2 separate regions of the Sus scrofa genome follow, and region 1 is linked to region 2. A link is a contact called in public HiChIP or PLAC-seq data. All regions are on one chromosome and are shown on one strand. Each heading gives the region's core, a stretch centred on a gene start, on an enhancer-like site or on the middle of the called end of the contact. The rest is flanking DNA. Distances are from core to core; before and after follow the strand shown.

Region 1 (3,479 bases), core at 71-2,570, 54 kb after region 2:
GCGGCCCTAAAAAGCAAAAAATAAAATAAATAAATAAATAAATAAAACATACCTACCTGCACATAAGACACAAGTCATGCTGCTTTTCTTCCCATAGGTACTATGTTTACCACCCCCTGTAAATAGCCACCCCTTGGCCAAAAGTTGGCAAATGAGGTGGGCACAAATTCAGGACTTCAAGACACCCTCGAGTTTAGTTTGAAAACAGTAAAATCACAGGAAGCTTCCCTTTAATAGACTCACACAGTGTTACTGACATGAAAATGTACGTTTATCATCAAGTGCGTTTGCCACTGCAGTTAGGTAGATTACAAGTCTTCAAGGCTCCTCCGTCCACTACTTCAGGGTTCATTCATAATATGACGCCGTGACCTCAACTCCATACCTCTGCTTGTCGATAATCCTGAAGTTTGGCAAACTCGTCAGCAAAGTTTTTCAGGCCCTGCTTTAAATTTGGGGTCTCTGTGGAGGCATATACGTTGATTTCATTCACCAGGAGGTCTGCTTTGTCTCGCAGTCTGGCAGTTTTCCGCACATAAGCAGCAAAGATTTGGCACAGTTCTCCAAAATGCTTCTCCACGTTTGTGACGGCATCTTGCAGTTGTTTCGTTTGAGCGTCCCTAGAGAAAGAGGTGACACAAAAAGGAAATCATTCTCATTTGGGATGAGATGGTTTCATCCTCACGTTAATTCGATATACTAACATTCCCGAGGCATTTTGCAGCTTTGAAGGCGCAAACCTTCAATGATCCCACCATCTCCCAAGGTGGAGCCGCCTCCTATAGGTCCCCATTCCGGGCCTGACCTCAATATCCCACAGTACAGGCGCTGGAAGAGGCCTGGCCCCTGGCCGGCGGCGCCGCGGCGCGGGTGGCGGGAGCCTGGCAGTTCCGCACTGCGCGTCCCGGACGCCCGGCTGCCTCCAGGCGTCTGCACTGTTCGCGGCACCGCGGGGGCCGGCGCCCGGGGAGCGTGGAGGGTTGGCCGCCGGGGCTCACCGCAGCCCACCGAGGTAGGCCCCAGAGCGCGGCAGGGACGCTCCAGCTCCCGGACCAGGGCCGGAACTCGTCGCGGAGGCTCACGGAGAGAGGCTTTTCTCCCCAACGCGAGCCCTCGAGTGTGGGAGACCCTCTGCCGCTGCAGCCCGGGGGCTGTTACCGGTTTTCCAAGCTGCGCCTCAACATCTTGCCTCGCGCACAGCCGGAGACCCCGGGCTGGGGCCCAACGACTGGGGCTCAAAGGCGCCCGGGCGTGCGCAGGGGCGCGTGAGCCCGAGAACCCGCCCCGCGCGCCGCAGCGCAGGCCCCGGCGTTTCCACGGCAACGCGGCGCGCGTCCTCCGCCGCGTCGGGAGCGCGGCGAGGGCGCGGGGCGGGCCAATCTTCAGGAGGGAGCAACAGGCCCCAGGCCCGCTCTCGCCCACGGCCCGGCGCGTCCGCCCGTGAGCTTCTGCCTGCGGAGAGTGTCTCTGGAACGTGGAAGGCGTGCGGCTGCCGGGCCTCTCCTACCGCTGCAGAGCTCAGCTTACCAGATGCCCGTCTCGGTCCCAACGAGCTGGACTGCGAGCAATTCAGGAAAAAAGCTAGTCAACCGGTAACGAGGAGGGAGACGTAAAACTGAAGGCCATTGGGGTCTAGTTTCTGCTTATGCGATGTTGAGTCTTAGAACAAAAGCGCAACTTCCATCTCTTTGTGTTGAATATGAAAGTGTGGGCTCTTGGAAGGAGCGGTGCTTTCCACCTCGTCTTTAGCTTTTCATTTATCTAACGAATATTAACTGAGTTCCCATTTTGTGGAAAAGATAATATTAAACACTGGGAATGATGCAAAGATTAGAAGATAACACCCCCACCCTCGCCCTGAAGGACCTTAGAATTTGATGAGACAGACGCTTAAACCTTAATATTTTCTTAGAGAAATAACGAACAGGAGCCTTTCACTTGCCTTTGAAAACCGTTGTCCTTGGCCTTCGTTTATGCCGCTCTTCTAGGTAAACATCTTTGGGACTAAATCTAGGCTTTATTTATCCCAAGAAACCTCCCTTAACAACTTCCACACACCAGACAGCATTAGGGTCCCATCCAGTGTAGAATCAGACTGTTGATTTTGTACCGACTCTGTTGTCTAGACTTTGAGATCTTGGAGGCAGAGGAAATGCTATCTTAGTCTCCTATTCCTCAGTGTCTTGGGTTGATGAAAGTTTGTTTTGGACAAACAGGTGTTTTGGAACTTCTGTTCTCTGGCATTCTAATGTGTTCCTCTCTCTTCCCTTCATTCATTCAGCAGGTTACCCATTAGGTACCAGGTATGTCCAGGTATTATGCTGGTCTCTGAGCAGGGCGTGGTAACCTGAAATCAGTCCTTGCTCTTATAGAGCTCACAGTCTCCTCTGAGGGATAGTCACTAATCAAACAAACACAGGTACAGTTGCATCTGAGGTGTGTGCTACTGTATCGGATTTTGCTGTGTAGCAAACCACCACAAAACCTTGTGGCTTACAACAGTCCTTTAGCTAACTCTGGATTCGGTGAGTGACCTGGGTGGTTCTTCTGCTTGGGTCTGCTCAGCTGGCCTCCTTCATACTTTTCTGCTCAGCTGGTGGCTGGATGAGCCAGGACGGTCTTACTCCCAAGTCTTCTGGTAGGAAGGCTGTGAGCAGGGGCAGCAGGGGCAACAGAGGCAACATGTTTGTGGCCACTTTTGCAATGTAACACAGGGACTAAGGAAAAGTATATGACACAGAGAGCATATACTGAATATTGATGTTTGGTTTAAATTATATGGGGAAAGGGCTTTGTTGCTAAAGTGACGTTTGAGCTGAGATCCAAAGATTGGGAAGTGAAGAGGGAAGAAAAAACAGATCAGAGAGAGGGACAGTAGAGGCAAATTGCCCTTCCCCCAACCCCATTCCCATTTCTCCCCCAGCTTCCATGTTTCAGAAAATGGTACCACCCACCAGCTGATGGTTCAGGTCAAAACCCTAGCACTCATCCTTCCTTTTTCCCAGGCACACTGGCAGTTCCCATCTGTCCTACCTCCACAAAACGTATCTTCAATTGTTCCTTTCTTCGTTTCTACATCACCACAATCCAGGCTACTATCATCATTCACCTTTGCTACAAACCCTCCTTACTGGTCTCTCCATGTCCATATTTACATATTGCAATGCAAAATAAAAAATGTGGATCAGACCATGCCAACCTTTCAAAGCTAGATGGGTCTGAATGTTTGTGTCTCTCCAGAATTTGCGTGTTGAAATCCTACCCCCTAAGGCGATGTTATTAGGAGGTGGGCTTTTGGGTGATGCTTAAGTCATGAGGGTGGAGACCTCATGAATGGGATCAGTGCTCTTATAAAAGAAGCCAGAGAGCTCCTTAACCCCTTTTGCCATGGTACCCAGAGGAAATAGCCAACAATGAGGAAGAGGCTCTCACCAGGCACAAATCAGCTGGTGCCATCATCTTGGACTTCTCAGACTCCA
Region 2 (3,767 bases), core at 338-2,837:
TCAAAACAAAACCTTATTAGGAAAGTTATCTTTATTCAAATAAGTCATTGTTTTCCTCTGTTTGGAAAGACAGTAAATTTTATAAGATAATCACTATTCGACCTGATGGATAGGTTAGGACAGCACTCTCTAAAAAGGCATTAAGTGGATACAACATCCATAGGTATACATATAGTAGAATGCTTATCATACTAGGGTTCATAACTATGAAACTAACCCTTACGCTTTAAAGTCCGGGAAACGCTTTCTCATTCATCTTTTCTTACCTGACCTGTCCTACAGGATTATTTTATAAGGACATATAAAATTTGAAGATGGCAGAAAGTTAATGCCATGGGTGATCAAGTGGAGATTAAAAACATCCTTGACTTCAGGAGTTCCCGTCGTGGCGCAGTGGTTAACGAATCCGACTAGGAATCAGGAGGTTGCGGGTTCGATCCCTGCCCTTGCTCAGTGGGTTGACGATCCGGCGTTGCCATGAGCTGTGGTGTAGGTTGCGGATGCAGCTCGGATCCCGCGTTGCTGTGGCTCTGGTATAGGCTGGCAGCTACAGCTCCGATTAGACCCCTAGCCTGGGAAACTCCATATGCCGCAGGAGCAGCCCAAGAAATGGCAAAAAGACAAAAAAAAAAAATCCTTGACTTCAGAATACGGAAATACTTATTCTGAGCAGTTTTAGTGAGGACAACCAGGGACCAAATGATAAACGTTTCAAGAAGAAAAAAAAAAAAAAGCTTAATTTAAAGAGACCTCAAGGGCAATTAGTAATATTCAACACTAAAAGGGCTAGATCCTAAGAAAATTTATAATATTACTGACATACTGTATAGTGGAAATACATAGGTTGAGACTGAGGGTCATTCATTTCCTTATCTGTAAAATGAGAAGGCTGGGCCTGATTATGCTTAAGATCTTTTCCAGCTCGAAACTTCTGGGATTTGAAAAGCAAGGAAAAAAGCGATCAAAATGTACAAGCCCTAATTTGTATTCCCTCCCCAATTTGTCCTGTCACCTGCTTTTTCACCTTATTCAGTTTTTTCAGGTGCCTCCCTAAAAGACTTCCCGGATAAGGAGTAGGGGAATGGAGACAAGAAATTAATTACTGGCAACGGCCTACGGACCAGGGTTTCCTCATCCTCATATGTTGTGCGCAAGTTGCAATCCTCCAAGGAAACCCTTCTCTCGGCTGTTGGCAGTTAACCTTTCTGAAATATTCTTTCCGCAGACGAAAAGGTGTTTCGACGACCCTGGGGTCTGGGGACAGAGCCAAGGTGGGAGTGGTACTTTAGCCAGGGCCCACCCGGAGCCATCTCACCTCCGGCATCCTGCATCTGGTTAGCTCCACACGGCACACAGGAGAGCGCGGAGATATCGAAGTACTGGTTGTGACCGCATGTCTCTGGTTGCTGGAAAGGGAAAAAGAAGGTCTGAGTCTGTGAGACTCGAGGCACTACCAATAAGAGGAATACGGTCACAGTCGCTACGGAGCGGACAGACCTGGCGGCCATTGCCACCCCAGGACCACAGCTGCCCGTCACCATGGTGAGACGCTAGCGGGCCGCGCATTATACGCGCCCCATCAGCCTCCGCGACGACTTTGCAGAGCTGATTGGACAACTGAGGCCCGGATTCCGGAAGTGTCGGCCACTGCTGCCTGGTTGCTAGGTTACCAAAGCCGCGGGAAGCTGCCTGGTCTGGGTTACATGCAAGCTAACGCGGGAGCCTGGCAGGCGCGACAGGCTGTTTAAAATGTTTGCTTCAAACTCTGCTATGCCACCTATTATCAGGACGCGAAGTTAATTTAGGAGGTCGCGAAATAGAATAGCACAGCAAAGAAATTATCTGATTTTAGCACACAAACTGAGTGTTATTTCATTAATCTGTTAAATGACATTTACATCAAAATTTATGCAGAGTAAGTCAGAGTTCCCGTTGTAGCACAGCGGAAACAAATCTTACTAGCATCCATGAGGACGTAGGTTCTATCTCTGGCCTCACTAAGTGGGTTAAGGATCCAGGTTCCTGAGCTGTGACGTAGGTCGCAGACGCCTCTCAGATCTGGCCCATTGCTGTGATTGCGCGGTAGGCCAGCGGTTACAGCTCAGATTGGACCGCTAGCCTGGGAACCTCCAGATGCCATGAGTGCCAGCCCTCAAAAAAAAAAAAAAAAAAAAAAAAAATTTATACACAGTAGGTCATTATCGTATTAAAAGAGACATCTCAACAATGAATTTGTCAAAAATACCTTCGTCAAAAAAGGAAAAACACTGATTTGAAATATGCAATGTCGGAAGATTGGCACTAAAAAAAGATCTTTACTGACGGAACTTTCTTTGTGTTTTTTCTTTCTTTCTTTTTTTTTTTTTTTTCTTTTTTTTTTTTTTGTCTTTTTACCTTTTTCTAGGGCCGCTCCCGCAGCATATAGAGGATCCCAGGCTAGGGGTCTGAGCGGAGCTGTAGCCACCAGTCTACACCAGAGCCACAGCAACGCAGGACCCCAGCCGTGTCTGCAACCTATACCACAGGTCACGGCAACGCCGGATCCTTAACCCACTGAGCCAGGCCAGGGATCGAACCTGCAACCTCATGGTTCCCAGTCGGATTCGTTAACCACTGCACCACGATGGGAACTCCTGTCTTCTTTTTTTTGAGCATAAGAAATCATGTATAGAAGATGAGATCATCTTTACTCCAGTTGTGAATAAAAAAAAAAGGAATCTATTTTTTTAATCAAATGTACACATAAGTGAATATTGTCTTTCAAAATAGGCACCCTTAGGAGTTCCCTTTGTGGCACAGCGTAGGCAAATTTGACTAGCAATCATGAGGTTGCTGGTTCCATCCCTGGCCTTGCTCAGTGGGCTAAGGATCTAGCCTTGCTGCAAGCTGAGGTGTAGGTCACAGATGTGGCCCCAATCCAGCAATTCTGTGGCTGTGGTGTAGGCCAGCAGCTGTAGCTCCGATGCAACCAATAGCCTGGGAACCTCCATATGCTGTGGGTGCCCCCCCCCCAAAGACAAAAAAATCAAGCACTTGGAGGCTCTCGGCCCCCAAACATTTTAGAATTGTCCTCAAAGCCAGTATCTGGGTCATAAAAGAAAAAATTACATTTTAATATTTACATTCCCTTTCTGCTTCTGTTGTATTCTATTTATTTTATTGTTGTATTTTGTCCCCCTCCCACACCCAGTAAAAGCTGGCATATTTTGAAGACACCTTATTCATCAGTGTTAGTGTTAGTGTTAGCTTGAAATGACTTTTGGCTTTCTCAGAAAAACACAAACTTTGTAATAAAAACAATGATTTATCACTATTAAGGGAATACATGTATGTAATATTCTCAATATGTGTGGTAACATGCATCTAGGAAAGTTAGCTAACTTTAACTATTAGCCACCATTAGGCCTAGTATTCTTCATGTGACCTTCCCACAAAGATCTGCATTCACTCTGTCACTAATATCTGTGGCACAGAAGGTGTATGTTCTGAAAACTGTTCCTTTAAGAGGAATTTTAAAAAATTTTCTGAGTAATTACCATGCTGTTGGAGTGTTTAATCTGAAGTAGAAATCACTTATATGAATATAATTTTTGAAAAATACATAACTTTATGTTAACTGGGTCAGAAAGGGTATGGTCAGAATAGTTGAGATTAGCCTGCAAAACTTCCTATGGGGGAATTTTAACTCTAATTTTCCTTAATGAAGTACACAATGTTATATGCTCTGTGGGAGTGACTGGGGCAATAATATTTACTTATTATCTACT

What was found. HiChIP or PLAC-seq counts read pairs in DNA pulled down with a chosen protein or histone mark.
Region 1: a contact with region 2 is called in an H3K27ac HiChIP or PLAC-seq map of skeletal muscle. The contact joins the promoter of FAM92A here to the promoter of TMEM67 in region 2. A contact is called at or near these places in 1 of 5 promoter capture datasets (liver), 12 of 47 Hi-C or Micro-C datasets (adipocytes, fetal heart ventricle, heart right ventricle and 6 more) and 2 of 2 datasets of contacts at active chromatin or transcription factors (alveolar macrophages and skeletal muscle).

Annotation. Positions count from the first base shown.
Region 1 is chr4:42,984,162-42,987,640 of Sscrofa11.1, forward strand. FAM92A (protein FAM92A1) reads right to left here and starts at 1,321. Exons shown (of 9, transcript XM_005662973.3): 1 at 1,159-1,321; 2 at 386-620. The coding sequence starts at 1,184. It overlaps LOC102158348 (a long non-coding RNA gene), which reads left to right and starts at 1,411. Exons shown (of 3, transcript XR_302908.3): 1 at 1,411-1,592.
Region 2 is chr4:42,929,519-42,933,285 of Sscrofa11.1, forward strand. TMEM67 (meckelin) reads right to left here and starts at 1,588. Exons shown (of 28, transcript XM_021089109.1): 1 at 1,498-1,588; 2 at 1,316-1,406. The coding sequence starts at 1,566.